Regions from separate parts of the Mus musculus genome. Here regions 2, 3, 4, 5, 6 and 7 are each linked to region 1. Evidence: chromatin contacts called from public Hi-C, HiChIP or PLAC-seq and promoter capture Hi-C data. All regions are on one chromosome and are shown on one strand. The core of a region is the stretch at or near the end of the contact, and the rest is flanking DNA. Distances in the headings are between cores, read along the strand shown. Region 1 holds the start of Dnal4 (dynein, axonemal, light chain 4). Region 2 holds the start of Mgat3 (mannoside acetylglucosaminyltransferase 3). Region 3 holds the start of Tmem184b (transmembrane protein 184b). Region 4 holds the start of Csnk1e (casein kinase 1, epsilon). Region 5 holds the start of Maff (v-maf musculoaponeurotic fibrosarcoma oncogene family, protein F (avian)). Region 6 holds the start of Pla2g6 (phospholipase A2, group VI). Region 7 has its middle 6.1 kb from the start of Gm46521.

What was found. Hi-C and Micro-C count contacts between places; a contact is called where the count stands out from the background. HiChIP or PLAC-seq counts read pairs in DNA pulled down with a chosen protein or histone mark. Capture Hi-C pulls out chosen DNA fragments and counts their contacts.
Region 2: a contact with region 1 is called in an HNF4G HiChIP or PLAC-seq map of pancreatic cancer cells. The contact joins the promoter of Mgat3 here to the promoter of Dnal4 in region 1. A contact is called at or near these places in 4 of 39 promoter capture datasets (cranial neural crest, frontonasal cranial neural crest, liver and 1 more) and 4 of 115 datasets of contacts at active chromatin or transcription factors (embryonic forebrain, embryonic hindbrain, neural tube and 1 more).
Region 3: a Hi-C map of regulatory T cells shows a contact between it and region 1, with 2.6 times the contacts expected there. The contact joins the promoter of Tmem184b here to the promoter of Dnal4 in region 1. A contact is called at or near these places in 2 of 484 Hi-C or Micro-C datasets (B cells and regulatory T cells), 1 of 115 datasets of contacts at active chromatin or transcription factors (pancreatic cancer cells) and 1 of 9 other capture datasets (adipose tissue).
Region 4: a promoter capture Hi-C map of liver shows a contact between it and region 1. The contact joins the promoter of Csnk1e here to the promoter of Dnal4 in region 1. A contact is called at or near these places in 1 of 115 datasets of contacts at active chromatin or transcription factors (pancreatic cancer cells) and 1 of 9 other capture datasets (liver).
Region 5: a contact with region 1 is called in a promoter capture Hi-C map of adipose tissue. The contact joins the promoter of Maff here to the promoter of Dnal4 in region 1. A contact is called at or near these places in 1 of 39 promoter capture datasets (pre-B cells), 3 of 115 datasets of contacts at active chromatin or transcription factors (bone marrow-derived macrophages, embryonic stem cells and pancreatic cancer cells) and 1 of 9 other capture datasets (adipose tissue).
Region 6: an H3K27ac HiChIP or PLAC-seq map of extraembryonic endoderm stem cells shows a contact between it and region 1, with 4 times the contacts expected there. The contact joins the promoter of Pla2g6 here to the promoter of Dnal4 in region 1. A contact is called at or near these places in 1 of 39 promoter capture datasets (pre-B cells), 1 of 484 Hi-C or Micro-C datasets (B cells), 4 of 115 datasets of contacts at active chromatin or transcription factors (bone marrow-derived macrophages, embryonic stem cells, extraembryonic endoderm stem cells and 1 more) and 1 of 9 other capture datasets (pancreatic islet).
Region 7: a contact with region 1 is called in an HNF4G HiChIP or PLAC-seq map of pancreatic cancer cells. The contact joins the enhancer-like site here to the promoter of Dnal4 in region 1. A contact is called at or near these places in 1 of 39 promoter capture datasets (hematopoietic stem and progenitor cells), 1 of 484 Hi-C or Micro-C datasets (B cells), 3 of 115 datasets of contacts at active chromatin or transcription factors (embryonic stem cells, pancreatic cancer cells and stem cell-derived neural progenitor cells) and 1 of 9 other capture datasets (liver).

What each region holds. Positions count from the first base shown.
Region 1 is chr15:79,772,208-79,776,007 of GRCm38.p6, forward strand. It overlaps Dnal4 (dynein, axonemal, light chain 4), which reads right to left and starts at 2,260. Exons shown (of 4, transcript NM_017470.2): 1 at 2,152-2,260. It overlaps Gm30977 (a long non-coding RNA gene), which reads left to right and starts at 2,321. Exons shown (of 4, transcript XR_875488.3): 1 at 2,321-2,579.
Region 2 is chr15:80,172,368-80,176,207 of GRCm38.p6, forward strand. Mgat3 (mannoside acetylglucosaminyltransferase 3) reads left to right here and starts at 1,354. Exons shown (of 2, transcript NM_010795.4): 1 at 1,354-1,471.
Region 3 is chr15:79,401,053-79,404,706 of GRCm38.p6, forward strand. Tmem184b (transmembrane protein 184b) reads right to left here and starts at 2,251. Exons shown (of 9, transcript NM_172608.1): 1 at 2,133-2,251.
Region 4 is chr15:79,440,135-79,443,811 of GRCm38.p6, forward strand. Csnk1e (casein kinase 1, epsilon) reads right to left here and starts at 1,923. Exons shown (of 11, transcript NM_013767.6): 1 at 1,794-1,923.
Region 5 is chr15:79,345,061-79,348,811 of GRCm38.p6, forward strand. Maff (v-maf musculoaponeurotic fibrosarcoma oncogene family, protein F (avian)) reads left to right here and starts at 2,460. Exons shown (of 3, transcript NM_010755.4): 1 at 2,460-2,694.
Region 6 is chr15:79,327,006-79,330,676 of GRCm38.p6, forward strand. Pla2g6 (phospholipase A2, group VI) reads right to left here and starts at 1,366. Exons shown (of 17, transcript NM_001199023.1): 1 at 630-1,366.
Region 7 is chr15:80,217,555-80,221,415 of GRCm38.p6, forward strand. No RefSeq gene overlaps it. Among named protein-coding and RNA genes, the nearest start is that of Gm46521, 6.1 kb to the right of the region's middle. Within about 2 kb of position 1,882, at least 161 of the 459 cell types and tissues checked have an H3K27ac peak or open chromatin away from gene starts, as enhancers often do. A contact at or near this core is called in embryonic stem cells, hematopoietic stem and progenitor cells and pancreatic cancer cells, where this site is marked.

The sequences.
Region 1 (3,800 bases), core at 1,010-3,509:
GAAAGGAGGGGGGAAAAAAAGCTGGGGGTGGGTTGTGGAAGTGTAGAGAGCCCTAAAACCCAGGCATAAAAACTTGGATTCTACTGGATGCTCACAGTCAGCTATTGGATGGATCATGGGATCCCCAATGGAGGAGCTAGAGAAAGTACCCAAGGAGCTAAAGGGGTCTGCAATCCTATAGGTGGAACAACAATATGAACTAACCAGTACCCCCAGAGCTCGTGTCTCTAGCTGCATATGTATCAGAAGATGGCCTAGTCGGCCATCATTGGAAAGAGAGGCCCATTGGTCTTGCAAACTTTATTTGCTTCAGTACTGGGGAACGCCAGGACCAAGAAGTGGGAGTGGGTGGGTAGGGGAGTGGCGGGGGAGGGTATGGGGGACTTTTGGGATAGCATTGGAAATGTAAATGAAGAAAATACTTAATAAAAAAATTTAAAAAAAAAACAACCTTGGATTCTGTTTTTGCTCTCACATAACACAGGGTGGCTTTGAACTCACTGAACCACTGAGCTCCTGATGACCTTGAACTTGTGATACTGCTGACACAGCCAAGCCCTTGGGTTGCAAGCATCACGACCTTGCCTGGCTTCTTGGAGCTTTCAGGGTGGCTGGCAGCACAGAGGTTGGGGAGTTGGATTGACAGGGATGGCAGCCAGGAAGCTACAGCGATCAGCCCAGAAAACAGGCCTAAGAGGCCAGAATGGTCTCAGGAATGGGGAGGGTGTGATACCCCACGGAGAGAGAATCAAGGTAACTTGATAACTTTCTCAGAGGGATGAGCCTACCAGAGCATGGAAGAAACCAGGTAGAACAGATAGGCAGGCCAGCTTGATGCTAGCAGCTGGCAAAATGCAAATGGAGACATTTAGTCAGGAGGAAAAGATGGCAGAGTCATGGATGGTTGGAAAAGGGAAGCTATGAATCCTCGTATCACTGTACCAACCTCTTTCAGTTTCCTCACTCCTGTACCCCAAGAATTCCTAGCCACAGGGGAAGAGCAGAGCCAGACAGCAGGCCTGAGGTTCATCTGCAGACAGTGGCTACTGAGTGGGATACTGCGCAGGAAAGCACTGGGCTCTTCCCAGGAGGGAAAGTGTGAGGTCATAACAGACAAAAAGAAGAAATTAGGGGGTGGAGGTCAGTTTATAAAGTGCTTGCTACAAAAGTATGAAGACCAGAGTTTTCTATCCCAGCACCCGTGTAAAGGGCTGGGTGAGGCGGCCATGCCTGTGAGCCCAGCATTGGAGAGGCAGCTGAGAGGATGGATCCTTGGAAGCTCATTAGCCATGAAGCCCAGTGGTGAGCTCCTGGCATCAAAGAGGGAGACCCTGTCTCAGACAATAAGGTGGAGAGTGATTGTGAAAGACACCGAATGTTGACTTCCAGCCTCCACATGTAACTGCACACACAGGAACGCACATACACACAGAAAAAAGACAAGTGAGCAAGTACCGTCTACACTGGACTGGACCCTTTGTACTTCATTTGCCAAAGGAGATGAACTTCAGACTATTGGCTTTATAGATGCACTGACTGGTGCCCAGAGAGATCTTAGGTAGTTCTTACCAATGGGAATCCAACTTAAGTTTGCCAAATTCTTTGCATTACATAAAAGGTTAGGAGAACACACATCCTAAGGGGCGTTGACAGTTAAGTCCCACAACATCATGCTAGGACGTCAGAGTCCAAAAGGCCTTTGCGACCATTCAACCCAATTTCGACTTTATAGATGGGAAGACTGAGTGCCCCCCGTCGGGCAATAGTCAGCCTAGAATCCCAGAGTATCGCCAAATCTCCAAACCAAGTGATCTGGGACGAGGCGATTTAGACCACCAGTCAGCAGCGAGGTGGTGCGGGGACAAAGTGCAGTGGGAGTCAAAACAGGGAGGATGCGAGGGCATGGAGCTAAACAGGACCCAAGATGAGTGAGGAGGAGCGGCCTGCAAAGTGGTGCTGGTGCGCAATGTCACTGCCAAGCTCCGTGGTCTCCTACGTGGGACAAGGGGAGGTCCTGGGCCGGGAACCGCGGGCTGGGGACCTAGGTGGGGCCTAGCGTTGGGCCAGGCCTTGTCCGCCCCGCGCATCCTCCCGCCCTCCCTCAGGGCCAGCCCTCCCCGCCGCGCTGCCCTCCGCACTCCGCGCCCTCACCTGCTCCCGCGGGGGCCGGAGCCGAGGCCACAGCCAGCGCACCCCCGCCAGGGTTGTCAAGGAGCGAGCCAGAGTGTCTTAGCAACCATCACGGAAGTCCCGTCCCGTCACCGGACGTTGACAGCAATATCACTTATTATTGGTGTAGAGAAGTGCCAATTAATTCCGAAGGGGCCTAGGAGGCCGGAGCTTACGCGAGGGGCGTGGCTTAAAGACCGAGGAGGTGGGGCTTCGCTCATAGTCGTCTTAAGCCTGCCGGAGCAGCTGCGGACAGGCAGAAGTAGTCTTTGTAGAGGAACAAACTTCTTAAAGCTGTATTGCCCTGGGAGTTTTCGACATCGAAAATGACAAATGCAGTTTGTTGGTGTCGTGACGCTGATCTGCTATTTTACGACGACCGCAGGAGCCTGATAACCACCAGAACTTAGGTAGTGTTTTAGTCCTTTACAGTGAGTGACTGTCTCATTGATTCGCAACACAGTGCTTACTGTTAACAGCATCCGTGATCCCGTCTGGGCCAATGTGTAGAACTAGAGAGACTGAAGGAAAGAATCAAGGCATAACCTCAGAGAAGGAATCCAGATCTTTCCCTTGTGCAAACCCTCCAGGGTTGCTTTGTCCCAGGGGCTGGGAGACACCTGTACCATCAGATGCAGTTGTCTGGAACCTGCTTCTGATTCTTGGAAAGAAATGACCAAAGAGTGTTAGAGCCTCTTGCTGAGGGGAAGGTGAAGAAGAAGAATGGATCAGTGGAATGCCCCATAATCTAAACATTTATTCTATGCGTATCATGCAATCATTAATGAAGCCCCACTAGCTGGTGATTCTGCGGAAGGCACAGTTCAGAAGGTATAGAGCCATGAGAAGAAATGGAATCGTTTCCGCGTGCTTCTATAGCAGAGACTGGCAGGGTACTGGCTCTTTTTAAGTGGGACAACGAGGCGGGAAGAGCCCAAGATGACCAGAATGCTAATGGGAGCGGGACAGCGGTAGCTCCAAGAGGCCTGGGTGCAGGGTCAACGTAGTAGGAGTGCAGGGTCAACATAGTAGGTCAAGTAGAGGGGAAGACAAAGAAAGAAGCAGGGCAGAAGAAAGAGAGGTTTGAAACACAAGTGGCCCCTGGTGTGAGGTGAGATAGAGTCATTGGTTGCTGGAGAGCTTTGGGGAGAGTGGTAACAAGGTCTGATCTGGGACAGTGGATTAACCTAGCTTGAGTGTACAGACCCAGAACACACACATTGGGCTTGGTTTGAGACTTGGCAGCAGGAATTCAGCTCAGCACACGACAGTTCCTAGCTAGCCTCCCTGGAAAGTTCTGACTGTCTGTGGCGAATCTTACTCAGCCTTCAAATTTCCTTAATCCTCTTTTCCAACTTTCTCCAGGAGATGAAGGGCAGCCTTTGAGGGGGATGACGCTCTCACTTCTGTCACTTACACAAACGACTCCCCCAAAGGGGTCCTTGTTTGCCATCCTCTCTTTCTCGCCTCCCATTCATTCTCCCGCCCACCACAATCTGGCTTCCACTCCCACGATGTTTCTGAAATTCCCTCTCTTGTGGTTACCAGTGACCTTCTGAGGAGCAACAGCAATTGTTAGACCATCTTCCTTCCCTGCTGGCAGCACCAACCGCAGAAACCTTCACACAGTT
Region 2 (3,840 bases), core at 104-2,603, 400 kb after region 1:
GCCACAATAAGTAAATACATTCAGACAAATTGATAACCTTGAGAGGGAGACAAGTTATAGAGGTGGTGTACTGGTTTTTAGGTCACAACAGAATGCCTCAAATCAAGAAAAAGTGTCAGGGCTGGAGAAATGGCTCAGTGGTTAAGAGCACCCTTCCAGAGAATCTGAGATCAAGTCCCAGCACCCATGTCAGGTGCTTCTGACTGCAATCCAGCAGGGCTCTGGGGATATTTAGATCATTTAGAGCCGGGTGTTGGTGGTGCACGCCTTTAATCCCAGCACTCAGGAGGCAGAGGCAGGCAGATCTCTGTGAGTTCAAGGCCAGCCTGGTCTACAGAGTTGAGTTCCAGGACAGCCAGGGCTACACAAGAGAATCCCTGTCTTGAAAAAACAAAATAAATAAATCTATCATAGGTGACCTGAGTGCTAGAGATGCCCATTATAAGCAGCATCCTGGGGGTGGGGGGTGGGGAAGAAGAATGGAGAAACCTCCAAGTCTGGGGTTGAATCCCAGATCCAGCACATTCTGTCACCCTCTGCGCCTCATGGGTGGCTTTGTGCATTGATGAAGAGGGTGGAGGCAGAAGGATGTACAGAGGCCAACACATCCGAGCAAGACACAAACTAGCACGGACACTGTGTCGACCCAGTACCCAGTGTTTTAGACGCTTTCCTGTACCAGGCCTCTGCATAGGGCTACAGTGATGTACACACCGGTCAGGACTTTGTCACACCACCACACAGGAGGCCTGTGCCCCCAGCCACAGTATGCCCACAATCACGCCACAGTACGGATCTATCTACACACCCCATGCACATAAGGGCCAATCTATCACACGCTGCAGAACACAGACACACAGATCCACTCACACGCAGAGCCCGACAAGCACTTTGGCCAGCTCCGCCTCACACAGCACACACACCCGCACAGGACGCCCGGGCAGTGGGCCGGCGCACGCACGGTCACAGGCAGGGCACGCGCACACTCGCGCGTCCGATTGCTGCGCACACACACACACACAGAAACACACACATACACACGAAAGAGGCGCGGGGCGGTGGCGGGAGCTCGCGGTCCAGGCGCCCCTGGCCCGGAGCGCGCAAAGCCCGGCTGGCGGGGGAGGGGACGCGGCCGCGCGGGGGCGGGGCGGGGGCCGGCGGGAGCGGGCACCTCCAGCGCAGCGCTCGGCCTCGCCGCCGCGCCCCCGCTACCGCCCCGGGGTGCAGTCAAGCGGCCGCGCCGGGCCCGCGGGACGGGGTGGAGGTGGGGTGGGGGGCGGGGATCGGGCCGGGCCCGGGCCGCGCTGCCTGCGATGCCGGGCGCCCGCCGCAGCCGCCGCCGCCGGAGCCCGGGATGGGGCGAGGAGAGGCTGCGGCGGACGCCAGCATCTCCCCGCCGGGGACCCCGGGGGCCCCGGAGCCGCCGCCGCCGCTGCTTCTACCGCCGCTGCTGAGACCCAGCGGACGATGGGTGAGTTGACCCTGGAGCCGGGGACCCGCGCCGCAGCCCTGCATCTTCCCCGCACCCCAGGCCTCGCCTCCGCGTCCTCCCCACTCCCGTCTCCCCCCGTGGTGGTCCCGCAGCCCCGGGGGCGGGGGCATGGGGCCGAGTAGGGGCGAGATGTGGGGGACTGCTTAACCGGCGCCCCCTGCCCCCACCCGCCTGCTCTCCGCAGCTCTCCGTGGCCGCGGGGCAGAGCCTGGCGCGGCGACCCCCTCCCTTGGCTGGACCGGGGTGGGGTGGGGGCGTCCCGAGGCGCGGAGCTCCAGCCATGCTTTGTGCGCTGCGCTCCCTTCCACCTCCGGCGCAGCTCGGGGCTGGGGGCGCGAGGCCTCAGCTCTTGCCTTCCCCACCCCCGATCCCGGGCTGCTGCGGCTGCTGGCCGAGGCCCAGGCGCGGTTGGGGTGCTGGGCGAGTGTGGGGGCTGTGGCTGGAGCTGTAACTACAGCTGCCTTAGTGGGGAGCAGGGAAAAGCTTAGCATGAGAGGCCCCCACCTTCTACTGGGGAGGGGTCTCCCTCTCTTTGCACTGCACTGCCCAGGGCGGAGGAGGGCTCCTGGCTGGGGGAGGGCGCTATAAATATCTACAAATAGTTCTAGAACCGGGCTGGGGTGGGGAGGGGAGCTTGCTTGGTTGTGCTAGTGGCGGGGGTGCCTGAGCTGGGGCGCAGCATCTCTGACTGCTGCGCCCCAGTCATCTCCGATGGCCTGAGGTCTGATGATGTTCCCTCGCCTGCGGAACTCAGAAGGGGGATGTAGGCAGGAACATTTTCCCTACTGGGATTTTTCTGTGGTCCTCCATCATCTCTGGGACACGGGTGCAGAAATGCCTTCATGGGGGATTGACCTGGAGGGACACAGTTATTAAAGGTCCAGGCAATGAGCCAACCGTGAGGATGACAGGGAGAGCAAGACAAGGCTCTCTCCTTCTGGGAGCTGGCAACTCCAGGATTATTAGTGCTGCCCAACGCTAAGGAGATAGGCAGGGTTTCTGGGAAAGTTAGAAAGAGGGGCTCTTTGCTCTAGGGAGGAAGAACCTACTGGAAGACGGAAAAGTTCCCAGGGCTGAAGAAATAGTAAGAGAAAGGACCGAGAGATGTGCTCTCTGGTGTGTTGAGAGATGGTGTGTAGCATGGTGGGACACTGAACCACGAGGAGAAATGAGCTGAAGAGTGGGTATCCATGTGTGGCCAGCTGTGGTTGTATAGTGATTAGTACTGTATGTTATGGTTGCAACAACCATGGTTCGAATCTGAGTCCCAACACCAGTGATAGGACAAATGCCGTGAGAGGTGAGGTGGGGGTACTTTTGGCAGGTGGTGCCAAGGTGTGCCTTGGAGTGTGGACATGAGGGATAGATAGATGGAGGCAGACACACAGGGAGACAGAGATAAGAGTTCTGACAGAGATGAGAGAGCTCTGGGGTGACTGGAGCCCTATTTTATGGGCAGCACCTAGCACACCTCGTGCACCGGCATAAGCTGCTGTTAGGTCCCCGAGGGTACGCCAGTGGGAACGCCTGATTACCTCTGAAGAGCGCTTCCGAACAGGATGGCCAGGTAGAGAAAATGTGGATGTCCACACCAGGAAGCTAGGACTGGCTCCAGGGGACTGCAGGGAGCTAGCTGTTCTTGGCAGGGATTGAGCAAATGGCCTCAGCGGCCTCTTTTGGAACTCTGTGTGTCTTGTCATTAGTGCTCATCAGTTACCCCATGCTGTGCTGTGAGGTATGGTTGTATGTGTGAGTGTCTGTGTGTGTGTGTATGTGAATGTCTATGTGTGTGTATATGTGTGTGTGTATATGTATGTGAGTGTGTAGGTGAGTGTCTGTGTGTATGTCTGCGTGTATATGAGCGTCTATGTGTGTCTGTGAGTATATGTGAGTGTGTGTATGTGTGTGTGAATGTCTATGTGAGTGTCTGTGAGTGTCTGTGTGCGAGTATATGTTTGTCTGTATGTGTGTGTATGTGAGGATCTGTAGCTGTCTCACTTCAGGAAGTTGGTGCCCTGAGCCTCAGTTTCCACCTCTGTGAAGTCGAGAGTCCTCCCCAGGATTTTGGCGAGGACTAGAAGTGAGGTGGCATATAAGGATGCCTGACACCTGCACCATGGTGGGAAATTGCTGGCTGCCGCATTGGTATTGTTACCTGTAAAATGAGGCCATCTGATGCCAGCTGGCTGTGAGGCCAGTTTCACGGGGGGGGGGGGGGGGGGATCGGGCTATGCTGAGGATCATGGGAGGACTGGTGTGAAAGGGAGGGTCAAGGACTTCCCTCTGGGATTCTAGGAGGAGGTGAGGAGTGAGGAGTGGCCGGCAGGAGGGTGGGTGCTCTACAGAGA
Region 3 (3,654 bases), core at 1,001-3,500, 370 kb before region 1:
GGCCTGGGCCCTGCCTTGCCTAGCAGCTTCTACTCCAGGGAGCACATGGAGAGAAATGAGCACAGCGGGACTGGAAATAGCACCGAGCCCCTCTTGGGGAGAGGCCTGGGCAGGCCAGCTGGCAAACAGAAGCAAAGCCTCAAAGGCAGGGAGTCCTGGAGGGCCGAGGACACGGCTCAGCAGCACACTGCCTGCCCAGAGTGCCTGAGGTCCCGATCCAGTGCACAGGACCAAAAGAGGGGAAAAAATGGGAGAGAGCAGCCAGCCGACAGGCCTGGTCCACAGAACTAGGACAAGCTGCCCACTGATCCCCTCCCACCCGGAAGCTCTTCTCTCCTCCCTAGTCCAACCCCACCACCCTGGGAGCAATCTACAAGGCATCCCCCAGGATTACACAAGGACGCCCAGGTCACCTATGGCTCTTAGGGGAGTATTTAGAGCCCCACCACCCACACTGGCCAGTGGGGTCGCTATCTATGTCCACCTCCGCAGCAGACTGGGAGCCTCTAGAAGAAGGTATTAGATCCTGTTCCTCTGTGTTCTACTCCAGGGACATCAGGGAGAGCAGTGAGCCAGCAGGGCCGGGAGACAGCCCTCAGCCGGGCGCATAGTAGATGCTCAGTAAGTTACAAGGCAACTTGGGCAAGACCCAGGGATGAAGGATGCTACCAGAGCCTACTAGTCCCACACTGACAAGGGAGTCACTTAATCCCCATCCCGTCCCACCCCACCCGCCTTGACCTGCTGCCTCAGTTTCCTAACCCACATCTATGCCCGATACATTATTGGCACAGCTGCCCTGAGAACAAACTGGGAAAATACACATGGAAAGCAAGAAGTCTCTGAGGAATGTTAGTCACCCAGCTTTGGCTCGACTGTCCCTTTGTACTGAAGCCTTTTTTTTTCTTTTTCCTTTTTTTTTTTTTTTTTTTTTTTTTTTGCTGGCTTGTCCATCCCCCCCACCCCCCACCCCCCAGCACTGAATCCACCTCCATACTCCTCAGTCTTTTGTCTTCTGTTTCTGGAATCCCTGTGATTCTTTCCAATTCTGATTCTGCCCCAAGCACCTGAGAGCTCTTCGATGCCTCGATCCTCACATCTGTGTGCGGGGTGAGCACCAGTCTAGCTTCTGGGGCTCCCACACCCAAGGGTTCCAACTCCGGCCCTGCACAGAACTCTCAAGATACTCAGATGTGCCGAGCCCAAGGGCCCACCAAACTTGTTGACACGAAGAGGGATGCTGCAAACAGCCTGTCAAAAAAGCCAGACCGTGGAGACCTGCACCTCCCCCTGCTGCTGATGCTGGTGGGGTGTGTGTGTGTGTGTGTGTGTGTGTGTGTGTTGGCTGAGTCTGCAGCACTTGCCTCCAGGGCACAGATTGCTACTTCTCTCCTTACATAAAGCACCTGGCAGCCAGATGAATAATACATAGACCTTCACCTCACACCCAGGTATCAGGCAGGCAGACACCTGCTTTGCCCCACCAAGGCCTCCAAGGAGGGAGGGATGAGATGTCCCGCCTCATACAGTCCTCCAAGAAAGGATACAAACTAAAAATCCGAGCCCGTTCCCCAGACTCCCTAGCTTTGCCACTGCCTGGAGCTCCTTAGCCCCAAGCTAAGCATCCAAGCAAGGTGTCCAAGGGCGTGCCCAGGCAAACAGGCACCACACACCCAAACCAATCTCTAGGGTTCCTTTGAACACCCAGCATCCTGGGAGCCCCAGATCCCTATCCCCCTTCAAATCTACTGACCTGTGTGCAAAGCGCGCGCACACCCCCATTTACGCATGTACCGTCTCAAGGGCCGACCACCGGGCCAGGTCAAAGCCACTGCACTGAGGACCGACGTCTCCCCGCCCCGTTCGGTCGTGCCAGGCTGCAGCACACCCACCGCGGTGCGCACAGTCCCATCGGTAAGAGGCTGGGCCCCGCGCCGCCCACCCCGACTCCCCCACGAGCAGGTCCGGTTACACTCAGGGCCCCGCCACGCTGGCGAAGCGGGCACACCCACGGGCCGCTTGGGGGCCTCCGAGTCCCTGCCTCCCCGCGGGAAGTCCCCAGAGTGGAGTTCTCCCCAAGGTGCAGCCCCCGCCCGGTCCCCGTTCATCCCGTGCATCCGCCGCCCGGGTACCTCAGGAGCCCATGGCGCTGGAGACTGCAGGCGGAGCAGGCGGCGCCGCAGCCCGGTATCTCGGCCGCCGCTGGCGCGTCCCGAGCCCCGCCGGGTACCGCCGCGCCGCGCCTGCGCACTAGGAACGCCGCTGGCGGGGGCGGGGCCGGAGCGCGCCGCTGAGGTCACTCGCCGAGCCTTAAAGGGGCCGCGCGCTGCGAAGCACCACGCGCAATCTCGGGTCAGGAGAATGGTGAGGTCCTCTTGCAACTCGCAAACGCACCGCGAGAGACCCAGGGCCCAGGTTTCCTAGTCCAGTCCCACCCACCACAGTCCTGGGATGCACAGTCTGACCCGCGGGATACAGACTGTCCCGGACACTCGCGAGCTAGCTTGAGTTTCAATTCTCTGAAAGCCTTGTATATGCCAACGCTGAAGGTGAAACGAAATCTAGTTGACGTTTGAGACAGGGAGGGTGAGTGTGAGACTGTGGAACGGACTTCCACGGAACGTTTTGTATAGTTATGCAAAATGAAACTGCTCTAGTGGAGCTGCCCCACCTCATTCCTAGCAGCCTAACGAACCGATTCTAGAGGAGTCATTCCAGCCCCTACCCCACTTTGATTTGTGAGGTCCTCGTCTTACCCAGATGACTGAAATGTGTAATATGCAACCAAGTTTATTTTTATCTCCAGCTCCAAATGTCTACCGACGCCTCTTACTTAGCGGGCTCAGCTGCTTTCCCCTCCACACACATTTCTTCTTCACAGCATTCCCCAATCCCTGCTTCCAGTCTTCAAGCCAGAAAGTCTAGTATTATCCTTGAGTGCTGCCCTCCCTCTCCCCCTCGTCCCATCAGCTTGGGCAAGACATCCTGTATCCCTAGACTCTGACCTCCACACTACTGAACTGCTGTCATGTCCAGGCTCTGCCCAGGTACTGTGAGCATCTACTTAGCCCGATTTTCCAACCTTGTCCTCGGCGGGTCTGTGCCAATGTGAGAATCAGGGATTCCTTTAAAAATCCAAATCGTTGGAGGAATGCTTGCTTACCATTCACCAGACCCTCAATATAATTCTTTGCACCAAAGTAAACAAACAAACGAACCCACCCAAGATGAACTATATGGCACTTTGCTCAAAACCCTTAATTAGTTCCTCATGCCATTCCAAATGAAGCCAACATCTGCAGATCTCTGCACAGCCTTGATCCAGCATCACCCTCCGCAGGCATGCCTGGCCTCATCTCCTTTTCCTGAACACTGACCTCTTGCTTTCCCTACAACCAAGTACAAGCATTCAGCTTCCATGCCTTTGCACCTGCTGTCCCCTCTGCTGGGGCTACAGTTTCCCCAGACATGTCTTCAAAGTCTTGCTTGGCTGGCTTTACTAGGGAAGCTGAAGCAGGATTGTTCTGAGACAAATACCTCCTTCCCAGAGTAAGATTGCTGAGCCCCTCACCTGCAGTCCATAGTCAACATCTCACTGTGCCCTGTTCTCCTAATAAAAGTTCATTTCTAACACGTATCGATTGTTTTCCTATC
Region 4 (3,677 bases), core at 673-3,172, 330 kb before region 1:
CTTATTTCACTCCAGGCTTGAGAAGTAAAACCCTTCGGTGAGACAGTGACTGCTGGCTTGCTTGGGGGTAAGGGGTGCTGACCCTTTCCCTGTGCCAAGCCTGCCCCCAGATACCAGGCCTGGAAGGAAACCAGGAGAGATTCACTGGGGCTCCTCCATCAGCCCCAGAAGCGAGAGAGCCAAGCCAGGAGAGACACCCTAGCCTAGTACTAAGTCCCCGAGAGCCACCACTGTCCTTCTACCAGCCACAAGGAAGTGGCTGCCGCTGGGTGCCAGCCAAACTCTGGGCTCTCCCATCATGGGTCTTTGCCCACATGGCTGAGTTGCCCTGATTGCCAAGAACAGGACTGCATATCTGCAGAAAACCCACCAGCCTGGCACCACAGGTCCACACATGGTCCAGCTTGCTAAGGGCACCCGCCAAGGGGAACATGGGAGTAGAGGCTCACACTTAGGATCCCTACAGGAAAGGGGGGGCTGGCTGTGTACTCACAAACACCCCCCCCCCCCAAAGCCGGGTTTCCACTAACGCCGACTCAGAGACCATACATGGCATCTGGGAAAGCCACAGGTTAGGAAAGGAACATAAATATACTGCATCCTATATTACATAAATACCCACGCCAGGTTATATAAATACCAGTGCCCTCTGTCTGGGAGTCTTACATAAATACACTGCACATGACCCCCCAAGCCCCTCTCCACTCACGGCTCTCTGCACAATCACCAACCCTGAAGGACCCTACCAACGCCAGGGTCTCCCCACCCTGGAGACCAGAGCCCTGGAGTCTAGCGTGTCCCAGCCCTCCTCCACTTAAAAGCCCCCCTCCACCGCCACCCCAAGAAATTGACTTTGGGGTGGGGGCTCCTTCAGGAAATCAGAGTAGCTTTCCAATTCTTCACTCTGTCCCTTACGGGAGGGGTGGGGGAGGGGAATAAACAAAGTTAAAAAAAGGGGGGGGTGGCCATGAGGAGTCAAGACTTCTCAGCTGGTTAGAAAAATTACAACTACAAGCAGCTGGGCACATGGGCAGTCCCGTGTCACCCTGCCATACACACACACCTCCTGACACACACACCACCCACCTTCCACAGGGCCAAGACCCTGGTCAATGAATCAGTAGAATAAAAACTGAAGGAATGCCCTAAACCTAGGAAAGGCGTCCCAAACGCAAGTATTCATTGGAACTGCACCCCCTTCTCTCTCTCTCTAGACCCCCTTTCCAAAGGGAGGCTATGCTAAGAAATATGTGGGGAAACTCTGGACAAAGTAGGGGGAGGGGGTGGCCTAAGTCGCAGCCCTGCCTCTGAGGCGCCCAGGCACCCAGCTTTCACAGGCTTGAAGCACAAGGCTGTCTCGCACACCGCAATGAGAAGCCAAGCGATAAATAACCCCCTCCCTTCTTCTCGCCACAAAGGAAAACAAAGCCGGTGGCCCGGGTGACCACGCACCCCATCACTTAGGACCCCCGCGCGCCCCCACCCTACGCGAGAACGGCCTCGGTGACCCGGAGCCCAGGACACAGAGGAGGGGCCGAGGCCGGCCCGGAACCCGAGCGCCCCCGGGACCCCAGCCAGGCCCCTGCCGCAGGTCCCCCGCCCCAACCCGGGGCCGCCTCGGTGCACCCGGCGGCCTGCGAAGCGCCCGTCCCCTCCGCGTCCCCGGCCGCGCCTTTGTCCTCACGGGCGGCGCCCCCAGCCCTGCGCGGATGCGCGTGTCCGCCCCGCGCTCGCGCAAAAAGAAAACACAAAGAGGCGGAGGGAACCCCGCTTCCCCGGCCCCCGATGCTCACCGCGCCGGGGCGGCCGCCGGGGCGGATGCCAGAGGATTCGCCGGGCCGCGGGCGCGCCAGCCTCTCCCCGGCCCGCTGCGCTGCGCTCGGCCCGGCCGGGCTCAGGCTCCGCGCTCCGCCGCCTCCCGCCGCCCGCCCCCGCCGCCGGCTCGCGCGCTCCCTACCCGCGCGCGCGTCCCCGCGGTTCCCATTGAGCCCCGGGCCCGCCCGCTGATGTCATCCCCCGCCCGCCGCCGCCGCCCCGGAGGATTTAAAGGGCCCGCAGCCCCCGGAGAGCGTGTTCTGACGCTGCCACCCTGGGTGAGGGGCACACAAAACTAAGATTTCCTATACTCAGGCCTTGCCCTATCTCCAGCCAAAGCTGCGGGGACCCCCGAGAGAATCAGCTGAGACTCCTGGCACTGCAAAAGAGATTTAGGGCTCAGTAGCCTGAAGGCTGTAGAGAACACTGGCCAGGGGCTTTGGGAATAAAGCATAGGGACTGAGGGGCGTGGACAAGGACCAAGGATGTGTGGTCAGAGAAAACTCCAGGCAGACACTTTTCTTTGCTCTGTCCTCTGCCGTTCAGATCCACTGTGACAGTCCCTCAGATTCCAACGTAGTTTCACCCATTGAGCCCCCTGCCCCTCACCAAGAACTCACACGTGAGTCAGGGACCCAGAGGTGCTCATTCAACAAAGTCATCCCCCAGACAATGCCTGAATGTCCTTAACTGCAAACGAGGAAGAAGGACCATAGCCTTCCCAGGTCATGGGAGAGTTAATGAAGGCTTCCCACCAGCTTCCAGCTCCACCATGGAAGGTCCCAGCACAAGGCTATTAAAATGATATTTACAGTGGGTCATGCAAAGCTCCAACTTATGACACACCTACATTCTCTCTCTACACACACACACAACTGTTACTGTGGACATAGTACCTCTGATCACCCCGGAAGCACATCTCAGAAAGAGTCACTTCATAATAACCGCATCTTCTCCCCGAGGCTGAGGAGATTGCTGGGAGACCTATAGACCAGGTCCTATCACAGGGCAGGAGGGCAGGATACTGTGGCCCAGAGAGGGCAAAAGGTCTGCCCAGGCCCACACAGCCCAGCAAGATGGCCATGTTCATCTGGTGGACCTGGGGATGCCGATCAGAAGACCAGGAGAATGAGGAGGAGCTGCCTCCAGAGGCCTCTGTGATGGTAAACCGGGCAACTGGCTCTCTCTGCCCAGGTGGTGGACTGAGCATGGCCCGCTTGGTGCTTTTTGGCTTTGCGTTTGTCAATTGATTCACAATTGGCAGGTTTTGTATGACAGGCCCGCATTCTCTCCTGAAGCCTTGGCCACGCAGGGCACAAATCCTCACCAGAGGCAGCTGGTCTGGACAGCAGTCAGCCTCAGTGGTCAGAGCCCAGGCCGTGGGGCCTTGGCAAGACTGAGCAGAACACAGCAAGCATCAATGTCCTCCTAGCAATGTTACCACCCAAACCTTCCAACATGGGCCCAGCTTTCCAAACGTAGGCCTGTTCTGCTGCAGCGCCAGGAGAGGCATTCAGCTCATTTAACCCTCTCCAGTGAGGACAGCAGACAGAGTTGATGTTCACTCTGTGGTTTCCAGAAAGGGAATTGGAGGTACCTCAGCCCTCACGCGGGGGTATGGATCAAGGGTGAACCTGTCTGGAGATGGAACTCAGCCAGCGCTGCCTAAAGCCACTCTCCTCCCCTTCTTGGTCATCGCAGGTCCTTTGGAACAAATCTTCCGTCTGGAGTCCACTGTCCCAGCTTCCCTTCCTCATCCTGTCACCTGCCCTCCATTTCAGGACTTGCAGCCTCTCCCAGGCCCACACCCTCCAGCTATAGACTCTCTGCTGGGTATCCAGGGGTAGCTGGTCTTAAAAGTC
Region 5 (3,751 bases), core at 1,210-3,709, 430 kb before region 1:
ATGTGTATATGTGTGTCCATGTGGGTATGTACATGTGAGCACAGGTGGCCAGCTGCAGGGAGGTGTCAGATACCTGTGAAGCTGCGGTTACAGGAGATGATGTGGGCGATGAGAACCTAGCTCAGGTCTTCTGTAAGAGTAATATGTGCCCTTAACTGTTGAACCAACTCGCCAGCCAGAAATACCTTTTTTTTTAATTAAAAAAAAGGTTTATTCATTATCTTCTTTATTTTTTTATTCATATTCTTTATTCACCATCATTTTTCTCTCCCTCTCTCATCCTGCTCCTTTCTTCCCTGCCCCTCCTTCCTTCTCTCTCCTTGTGTGTTTATGTGTCTGTGTATGAGTGTATGTGTGTGTGTATGTGTATAAGTGTATGTGTGTGTATGAATGTATTATGTATTATGTATGTTTATGTGTCTGTGTATGTGAGTGTATATGTGTGTGTATAAGTGTATGTGTGTGTATGAATGTATTATGTATTATGTATGTTTATGTGTGTGTTTGTATGTGACATGTCGAGGTCAGAAGGCAACTCTGTGGGGTCAGTAGTCTCCTTTGACATTACATGGATTCTGGATGATTAAACTCTTGTTATCAAACTTGCATCCTTGGGTGACAGTGCCTTTTACCTCCTGAGCCATCTTGGCTGGCTCCAAGTATGTGAATATCTTGCTTCTTGTCAAACACACATATCTGCTGATGGTCCCTATTGCAATATCTTATTACAGTGGGGTGGCTCTATGGTCATTTTCTAGGGCCATTGTGCTCTCTTGGAACAAAACAAGAAGGAGGAGGAGGAGGAGGAGGAGGAGGAGGAGGAGGAGGAGGAGGAGGAGGAGGAGGAGGAGGAGGGAAGGAAGAAAAAAGAAAGGAAGAGAAAAGAAAAGGCAGGTTTCTCTGCTTTTGTCTCTTAATTTCTACCAGTGTGAACACTCCAGGCTTGCTCTGTTTAAATGCTGAAGATGTCCCAGACTTAGGCAGTGGGAGTGGCCTCAGGCCAGGTCTTTCAGGAAGGCAGCTTATCAAACAAAGAGTAACCTGAGCAGGCCAGGGTCCAGACAAGTGCCCACACTGACCTGCCTTCCTCTGCAGGCTGTCAGAGGGGATGGAAGTGACACCCTCAACCGGTCTCCCCTTTCATCTCAAGTGAGCAAGAACTCCGAGGTTTCACGGGTCCTGGGTCTGGTAGCCTTGTTTCATCCTGTGACTCAGAGTTTGGTAGAGGGGGTGACAGTGTGCAGTCTGGCAGGACAGCCAACAGGGAGGCCTCAGCTCTCTCACCTTCATTCTACCCACCAGTCCCTCTTACCAGAAAGATCAGTGACATGGGCAAAGATCTCACTGAAAGATAAAAAGATGTGATAGATCCCAAATCATTCTCTCCTCCAGCCACTTGAGCTCTGAAGCCTCTTCTCCCAGGATACCATTTTTTGCGGGGCGTCTCATGACTCTGCCACTGGAAAGACAGTGTGAGAAGGCCAACCCCACTGCTAAACGCAGCATTGCACAACATTGCTTGGCCATTACCAAAAGATCGACTTCTGTGGGCAGTAGGGTGTGGATGCAGAAGCCTGGCTCCCTGTTCTCCTAGGCTGAGGATGTGGGCGATGGATCTAGCCACATGGGGTCCTCACTGTCATACAGGTCTACTGGATTTCTTCATTAGTTGAGCACCTACTATTTGCCAGGCACAGCCTCAGCTCTCTAGAAGGTAGGAAAAGGGTGTGTGGGGGGTGGGGGAGGGTGGTGAACAGGATTGTGTATTTTCTAGAATTGAGAACTTGAGTTCAGAGGTAAATTTTTTGAACACCTTTTTCTTATAACTTGTGTTTTCCTTAAATTCACTTATTTGTTATGTGTCTGTGTGTGAATGGACCCATTCCACCGCTCTAAGTACGTAGAGATCAGAGGTCAGCTTTCTGGAGTCATTGTCTCCTTCCACCTTGGAAGTTGTGGGGTCTGAACGTTAGGCATCAGAGTTTAGTAACAAGCAAGCACATCGACCCACAGGGAAAGCGTCCCTGGGGCGAGTGGAGGTAGGGTTGAAGATATGGAGCCGACACCACGTGAAGACCAGGGGTAGGCAATTGCTGTGGCTTCGGAAATACAAACCTACGGTTCACAGGTACAGAGAAGGCACTTAAAACCACGAGACTGGATGAGGTCATCCGGACAAAGGATGTAGATCGACGAGAGAAGAGGCCAGACAGTGAACTGTAAAGCAAAGCAAATGACACCTCCACCCACGCCGTTCTCCAGAGGTGTCACGTGAATGCATCCAGAGGACACAGTCCCAGCACGGAGAACCGTGGCGGCTCTGGCTGTGGGCTCCTACAGCGGGGTCTACTGGGGGCGGCGCCTCACTCGGGCGTGGGCGGGGTCTCGGCTCCAGGCGGCCGCTCTGGGGCTTGCTGGCGGCTGGGGCGGTGACGTCACTGCATGACTGGGTTTTTATGAATGAAAGGAATCCTGTGCGTGAGTAATTCCGGGAAGCTCGCCTTACAACTGCGCGCGGCTCCAGCCCCCTTCGCCGCCTGCCCCATAACAAAACTCGGAGCGGCGCTGCGCGGAGCCGGGTTCCTAGTGAACTGCGGTCCCGATCGGAGAGGAGTGGGGCTCGAGAGCGGCCAAGGACCGCCACCGCGACAGCCGCGACAAGCACGCACTGAGCGCCGGGCCTGGCGGAGAGCGGTAAGGACGCGTCAGGGACGGGGACCGAGCTCCAGAAGTGTGAGCTCCGGGTCCTGCCTGGGCGGCGCGTGGTCCTCCTGCCCCTTCGGCGCCCCCTTAACATCAGCTCCCGGAGGGGCCTCCGAGGGGCTGGCTGGGAGGCGGTGCGCGGGCCCCGGAGGAAGCCGGGGCGGGGGCGGGGGCGGGGCGTGCACGTACGTGACTCGGTGAGAACAGTCCCTGGAGCCGCGCCCAGCACCTTGTGTGCGCGGTTTGTTTACGTCTCCCGGTGGCGTGCGTGCGGCTGTGTTCTTTGGGGAGCGTCCTGAGTTCTGCGGGCTGCGTGCACACGGTGTACTTCGGGGTGTGTGTTTGTGTGTGTGGCCGCACGCGCTCCTTGGAGACTGACACTAGCCCAGTGTATCTTGAAGTGGGTGCGCACCAGTGTCCACTGGAGCAAATGCGGAATAAGGACCCGAGCGAAGGAAGTGGCCCGATCGGTGGTCACACCAGGTCTGGAATTTTTCTCCCGCCCCTTCCACCCTCCGTCATCCTCCCCCTTTCCACCAGCCGGGACTGCCCGGTCCCTGTTGTCTCTGGAGTTTCCCCTGGCTGGAGCCATGTGACATCAGTGTTTGTTCCTCGCCCAGCGCGGGTGCCTGCAGCTTAGAATAGAGCAGAGGTTAGCGAGCCAGTCTTCTCCTGGCCACCTGGTGGATCTGGGAACCTAGTACATGGGAGTCCTTCCTTAGCCCCAAGTTTTCCGGCTCAGTATGGACTGTCCACCCCTGGATTGTCCCATTCTTCCAGTCTCAGGAGAAACAGGCAAGGCCAGAAAGTTTGTGACAGATTGGAGAACACAAGGCTCCCGGACTATTCTGTTGGCGACTGTGGTTGGTCTGGGTGTCTGAGGCTGCACCTGCTGGGTCCAGGAGGATGGCATGAGGCCCACTGTCACACTCCTCAGGTTGGACTCCTTAGACTGGACCTCTGTGTAGACCGATCGGTGGTCACACCAGGTCTGGAATTTTTCTCCCGCCCCTTCCACCCTCCGTCATCCTCCCCCTTTCCACCCTGG
Region 6 (3,671 bases), core at 116-2,615, 450 kb before region 1:
TCCCTTCCCCAGGCTAAGCAGGAACAGCGGGCGGGCGCTAGCTACATCAATATTTGCTCAGTGGAAAGGGAGCAGAGAATAAAGGTAACAGAAATAAAAGCGCCTGGTTGTCAGGGTGATTAATAAACACTGAAAACATGAACAAAGGGGAATGCTCTCCCTTTGGTCCTCTCTCTCCCTATCCCCCAGCCCTTTCCATCCTGCCTATGAAACAACAGCAAAGCAGGGAGCTTGTACAGGGCCACACTGGTCACCAAGCCTTGTCTTCTACATCTTCTCATTCAAATACTGAGCCTCGTGGCAGTCACTAATGTGGGCAGAAAATTCAGTCCTATCTGGCACAGTGAGAAAACAGACAAGAACAGAGCATGGCCTCCAAGCTCCAGAACCACGTGAAGGCAGAGACCAGAACAAAACACTGCACTAGTCTAAGGGTGGAGCTTCAACGAGGCCAAACCAAACCTGCCCAATCCTGTCGGGCTGGCAAGAGGGCAGGTGGGGGAACTTTAGAGGAAGGATTGGTATTTGTTTGCGATCATGTGAACTGCCCATTAAAAATACAGGCAGAGATCCATAAACCCTTGTGCCCTCCCAGTCGCACTCACACCCAAATCCCTAGTCACAGTCACCTGGGTCACAGGCTCCTAGTCGCCAGCTTCCAGGTCATCGGAGGGAGCTGGAGGTGAACCCAGGATTGGAGGCTAGAGAACTGGGAAAAACACACGGGGGAGCAAATGGAAACCGGAGGCACAAGAGAAGATAAGCAGGGAGTTAGAAATGGGGGCTCAGGGGTTGGGCACAAAGGGACGGACGCAGGAAGCAGGTGGCGTGGGGGAAATCGGGCAATGAGGCAGAAAACCAGGAGCACTCAGAAGCGCAGAGAGAGGAGCTGGGGACAGTGGACAGTCCAGGGTGAAAGTCGGGCAATGAATTGGGAGAAGGGTTGATTTTGGAAGTTGGGAAACTGAGGGCGGCAACGGAGAAGAATGCGGTCACCGGATGGGAGTTGGGGACGCCAGGGGATGAAAGGACAGAAGCCGGGAGCACTCAAGGAGGCCAGATAGGAGTTAACGGAGGACATGCCTCAGAGTCGCAGACACGAGGCCGGTCCTAAGCAGGGTCCAGGTGACGACATTCAAGACAGGGGCACCAGGAGGTTTGGGAAAGGGCCGTCAGGCCCCGCCCCCGCCGCGCCGTCACTCACCTCGGCTTACTCAGCACTTCTCAGCCCTCCTACTTCCGCAAACTGACGCGCCCCGCCCACGTGACGACACTACGGCTCTCCACCAATCCACCGAGCCCATGCCGCAGGCAGGCTGTGGCCCCGACCCCAAGCGTGGACCTCGCACGCGGTCAGGCGCCGCCATCTTCTATAACTGCCCAATGGAAGCCGCTTCTGTTGCCAGGGGGCGGTCGGGCTTCTGACTGAAGCCAATTCTGCGTGGCTGATGGGGGCCATGCCTCGGGCGGGCGGAAGTTTCTCGTGAGGGCAGTTTGGCTGACGTGTTGATAAAGGGCAGGAGGCTGTTCCCGGCTCCCTTCGACCTCAAGGAATCCAGGGTGGCTCGGACTCTGAACTTTTCTGTTTCTGGCAACACATGAAGATAATAAGAAAGAAAATCAATAAAGCCACAGGATATAACCGGGAAGAGCCTGCTTTGATGTTGCCAGGTTCTCCCAAACCAAATTGCAAATAAAAATATGGAATTAACGGTTAGGTTGAAATAAGACAAAATAAAAAAAACTTTCAGGTGGGGAGGGAGGTAATACGCGCGCGCATATGTGTGGTGGGTGGTGGCCAACATAGGGTTTCTGTAGACCAAGCTGGCTATGAACTCAGATTGCCTGGTGTGTGCCACAAGCTTTTTTTTTTTTTTTTTTTTTTTTTTTTTTTTTTTGAGATAGGGTCTCCCACTGAATCTGGAGCTCCCCCACTGGGTTAGCCTAGCTGGCTATGGAACTCCAGGAGGCTTCTTGTTTCCTCTTTCCCAGCTTTGAAGTTTAAAACATTTACCTTTTTCCGTGGGTGCTGGGTATCGAACTCAGATCATTGTGACAACTTCACAAGCACTTTTCCTACTGAGGTATCTAACCAGCCCCCGAACAAGCCTAGTGGCAAGTGATAAAACTGTATTTGTTGCCTACCAACTCTACCTCAAGATGCCAGGCAATTCTGGGTGTGGTTATTGCACACGTACAATCTCAACATTTGGATGCTGGATCAGGAGTTCAAACCCAGCCACAACTAGTTCAGTTGAATCCCAACCTGGCACTCTGTCTCTCAATAAATAAATGAATGGATGTCTGGAGGAATCTTAGCACTTTTAGTAGGATTTTACTTGAATGACCTCTGTGAGGCTGAGAAGTAGCTGCGGTTGCGTCTGGGAATAGGTGATTGTCACTGAGAAGACTCAGACCTCATGCCTAACTATCATGGAATTCCAATAGATGGAATTAAAGTGAATAACGCGGGGGCTGGTGAGATGGTTCCTCGGTTAAGACCACTGGCTGTTCTTCCAGAGGTCCTGAGTTCAATTCCAGCAACCACATGGTAGCTCTCAACCATCTGTAATGGGATCTAGTGCCCTCTCCTGGCATGCAGGCATACATGCACACAGAGCACTCATACCATAAATAAATAAATAAATAGATAGATAGATAGATAGATAGGTAAATAGATAAATAAATAAATAAATAAATAAATAAATAAATAAATAGTGAATAAATACATGGTTGGTAATGCTGATTTTAAGGACTGCTGGAGAATAGCCAGGAGCCTGGGTTTGGTGACTCATTTACTTTGGACTAAGCTGCTCTCTTCCCCATCTCCAGTCTACCAGCTTCGGTTGAACCTTTACTTTCTTTTTTTTTTTTTTTTTTTTTTTTAAAGGAATTATTTATTTAATATACATGAGTACACTGTAGCTGACATAAGACACACCAGAAGAGGGCATCAAATCTCATTACAGATGGTTGTGAGCCACCATGTGGTTGCTGGGAATTGAACTCAGGACCTCTGGAAGCGGAGTCAGTGTCCTTAACCGCTGAGCCATCTCTCCAGCCCCGAACCTTTACTTTCTTAAATGAGCCTTGAGCTAGGGGCCTAGCGAGATCTCCCCAGGCTGTTCTCTGTCCTGATGCTCTTCTTAGTCTCTCCACAGACACAAATAGCCAGTTGCCAAGCAACCAGAGCAACCACCTTTCTAGGTTTAGTTAAGAACCTACCCAGGTTGCCAGGGGCGTTGGCATACACCTGTAAGCTTACCACTTGGGAAGGAAAAGAACGGTTTCACAAATTCAAAGCCAGCCTGGGCTACATAGCAAGACTTTTTCTGAAAAATACAAGTAAAAGATAAGTAAGAGGGGGGCATGTGGGGGTGGGGAAGGAATCAGGATGTAGAGTGGATACATTTTTTCTTTTTTTTTTTTTTTCTTTTTGGTTTTTCAAGACAGGGTTTCTCTGTGTAGCCCTGGCTATCCTGGAACTTACTCTGTAGACCAAGCTGGCCTTGAACTGCGCTGGGATTAAAGGCATGCGCCACCACCGCCTGGCTACAAGGGGACTTTTGAAGTTGGCCTAAATGTATTTTTCATTATGCTATGTTTAGGTATGGCCCCCAGAGACTCCTGTTTGAACAAGCCTATGGTGGACAGGGAGTGGAATGTGATGG
Region 7 (3,861 bases), core at 632-3,131, 440 kb after region 1:
GAAAACCAACCCAAACTACCAAGGCAGAGAAGGAACTTGCTGGCTTGCTGACAGTCAAGCGTCAGGTGGTGTTGGTGACCTCGCAGCTTGACGTACCGGCCATTTGTCAGTGCAATGCCATCCGGCTCCATAGCTCACTGGCCTCGACTTTGCGAGCTGTCCCTGTACCGTTAGTCTTCGAGCTTCTGAGATGGTTGCAACAGCTCCCAGCTTCACTTTCTCTTTTCTTCAGACAGAAGGAACAGGTTCTTTTCCCTAACAGCCCTGCGCCTGGAGACTTGGAAGATGGCTTGGTTGGTAAAGTACCTGGAGTCCAGGGATCAGGGCCACAGAAACAAACAAGCTAGGCTCAGTGGCACATATCTAGCATCCCTAGGACTGGGAAGGCAGACGGGTTCCTGGAGTTTGCTGGCCAGGCAGTCGAGCTAATGGGTGAACTCCAGCTTCAGTGAGACACCCTGTCTCAAATATGAATAAATAAATAAGGTGGAGGGCTGGAGAGATGGCTCAGTAGTTAAGAGCACTGACTGCTCTTCCAGAGGTCCTGAGTTCAATTCCCAGCAACCACGTGGCTAACAACCGTCTGTAATGGGATCTGATGCCTTTTCTGGTGTGTCTGAAGACAGCGACAGTGTACTCATATACATAAAAAAAATTAAAAACAAGGTAGAGAAGTGACTAAAGATGACACTGGACATGGACCTTAGCCTCTACATGCACATGTGAACCAGTGCACATCTGCTTGTGTGCACATCTGTGCAGGCACACAGTCTTGTGCTTGAGCTGGGCACGGTGGTGTGCTTCCATAATCTCAGCATTTGAGAGATAGAGGTAGGAACACTGTTATAAGTTTGAGGCCATCCTGGTCTACATACAGAGTTCCAGGTTAGCCAAGATTTTGTTACTTACTAGATCTTTCTCAAAGTAAAGCTAGTGGGCCTGGAGAGACTGCTCAGAGCTTAACAAGGGTTGCTTTCTAAGGGGACATGAGTTTGATATCCAGCACCCACAAGTTACCACAGCCATGTGTAACTCCAGTTTCAGGGGACCTAGAGCTCTCTTCTGGTCTCTGTGGGCACCAGTACAAGTTTGCAGTGTCCTTACTTAGACACAGACAAAATACTCATAAGATTAAGAAAGACAAATCTTGGCTAGGTGATGGTGATGTGTGCCTTTAATCCCAGCTCTCAGGAGTCAGAGGCAGGAGCATCTCTTGGGACCTGAGTTTGAAGCCAACCTGGTCTACAGAGAGTTCCAGGATAGCAAGTACTACAGGAGAAACCCTGTTTTGAAAAATCAATACAAATGAAAATCTTTAAAAATTTTCTGAGCCAGGCATGGTGATGCACACCTTTAATCCCAGCACCTGAGAGGCAGAGGCAGGTGGATTTCTGAGTTTGAGGCCAGCCTGCTTGTCAGAGTTTCAGGACAGCTAGGACTACACGGAGAAACCTTGTCTTGAAAAACCAAAACCCCCAAACAAAATAAACTCTTGGGCTTGGATCTTGTTGGCTTCCGTTAGGTCTGTTGACCATCCTGAGCAGATCTGGATGACTTGGGTGGAATCTCAGATCAGTTTAGACGCTTAGGAAAGTCAGAGTTGAGCCTTTACTAGTCAAGGAAGAGAACAGATAGTTTTCTGAAAGAAATGAGGACAAGATGTCACCCTTGGCACCTCAGCTGTCTATGTCCGGTCTCCTCAGCACCTAGCAGCCCTCCCTTGCTCACGTCCGGCTCCTGGATGCTCATCTGTCAGATGGGGTGTGTGTATTACAGGTCTCCAGCTGCGGTGGGCAGTTGTGTGTGCGCGCGCGCATGCGCCTGGCAGCAGAGTCTGAGCTTGGTGGAGGTTTAAAAATCCCCTGTGCCCCTCCCCCTCCTTCGATGTGGTATACGTGACACACGGGTCATGCATTTCCTCCCTGGGCTTCTTCCCTTCGCCCCTGTGACTCATCTGTTTTTCTTTGCCTCTTCCCGCTTCTTCATTGTCCTGCTGACCTTCTTATCTTCCTAGAAATCTGTCTGCTCTGCCTGTGGATCTCAATCCCCAACAAAGTAGGGCTGGTTGCACCTCTCCAGGGAGCCCTCCCTACTCAGCGCCCAGCTCCCTGGTCAGCTGCCTGTTGCAAGGGTCCCAAGGCATCGAGGTCTCCTGAGACTCGGCAGGGCCAGTGTGGAACTCAGCTTCCATCTGAGATTACTTCCCTGTCCTCTCCATCCTGGTCTTGACCACTCATTTATCCAGTGCCATCAGCTGGATATGGGGAGGTATCCTGAGGTACACACACACACAAACAGTAGCTACTCTTTTGGAATGTTTTGGAATGGCTTTTATGTGCCTGGGACAGATATGACTCAACAACCCAGGAGTATGAGGCCAGCTTGGACTGCATGTGACCCAGTCTAAAACAAAAACAAAACAAAACCCCAAAAATAACCAAACAAAAAACCTACAAAGAAAAAAGAAACACTCAGATACGGTATTACACACCTTTAATCCCAGCACTCAGGAGGCAGAGAGAAAAGCAGTCAGATCTCTGTGAATTCAAGGCCAGTTTAGCCTACACATTGAGTTCCGAGACAACCAGGGGTAAATACTAAGACAACACCAATACCAACAGTACACCTCCCTATCCCCACCCCCACACTCACACACACACACACACACACACACACACACACACATTCACACACACTCACATCTACACCACCATGCTTGGCACACATTATTTAATTTTTGAAACTTTTTGTCTGTCTATTGAGACAGGTTTCTCTTTAGACCAGGCTGGCCTCAAACTTACAGATCTACCTGCCTTTGCCTCCTGAGTCCTGAGATCACTAAAGATGTGCACCACTCCAGCCCAGTAGCCAAAAATCACATTTAAATCAAATTTACATAAGTTATGCAGAGTTCCCTCTTTTAACTGGGGAAAGCAGAAGAAGTGGGGCAGGGCTCAAAGCTCACTGGTGGGGGTGGGGAGAGGACCCAGTAGAGAAAGTACTTGTTGTACAAGCACGAAGACCAGAGTTCAAATCCCCAGTATTCATGTAAATGCCAGGCAGGTGTGGTGGTCAACCTGTAAGCCTCAGGAAGTGGAGACAGGAATTCCCCGAAGCAAGTGAGCTAGACTAGGTAAATCAGAAAGCTCTGGGGTCCGGTGGGAAACCTGCCTCAAGAAATATGGTTTGAAAGACCCTGCATCAACCTTTAATCTCTCTCTCTGTCTCTCTCTTTTTTTTTTTTTTTTTTTTTGAGACAGGGTTTCTTTGTGTAGCCCTGGCTGTCCTGAAACTCACTTTGTAGACCAGGCTGGCCTTGAACTCAGAAATCCACCTATCCTCTGCTGGGATTAAAGGCTTGTGCCACCACTCCCCAGCTAACCTCTAATCTGCATATGCACACACACCATATGCATACATATGAAAAAAACAAAAAACAAAAAAACCCTGCCAGTCTGCCCAGGTGACACCCCTTATCACCGGTACCCCTGGGGCTTTCTGTTCTTTTGAAACAAGTTTTTCTGTTGAATTTTCTCCTGGGCACCACCCAGGGCATTTCAAGTCATCTAAGGAGGCCATTCCATGGTAAGTTCCCGAGTGCCATCTTCATGGCCCAGAACTTTTGTGTCTTCATTTTACGCGTAATTCTGGCTCTCTAAGGCGCCACACAGTGGCAGGTTCTTCAGACTTCGCAAGGTTAATTGTCTCTGCTATGCCTTCCTGAACCACAGGCTAGGCTGAGGCTCTGGGCTTCCACGACGTCTCCAGTACTATATCTACATTGGCCTTTCTACTTGGCCTCTTTTCTGTGCCTGTCTCCTACACTTGAGGACAAACAGCTCCTGGTATACTTCAATAGCT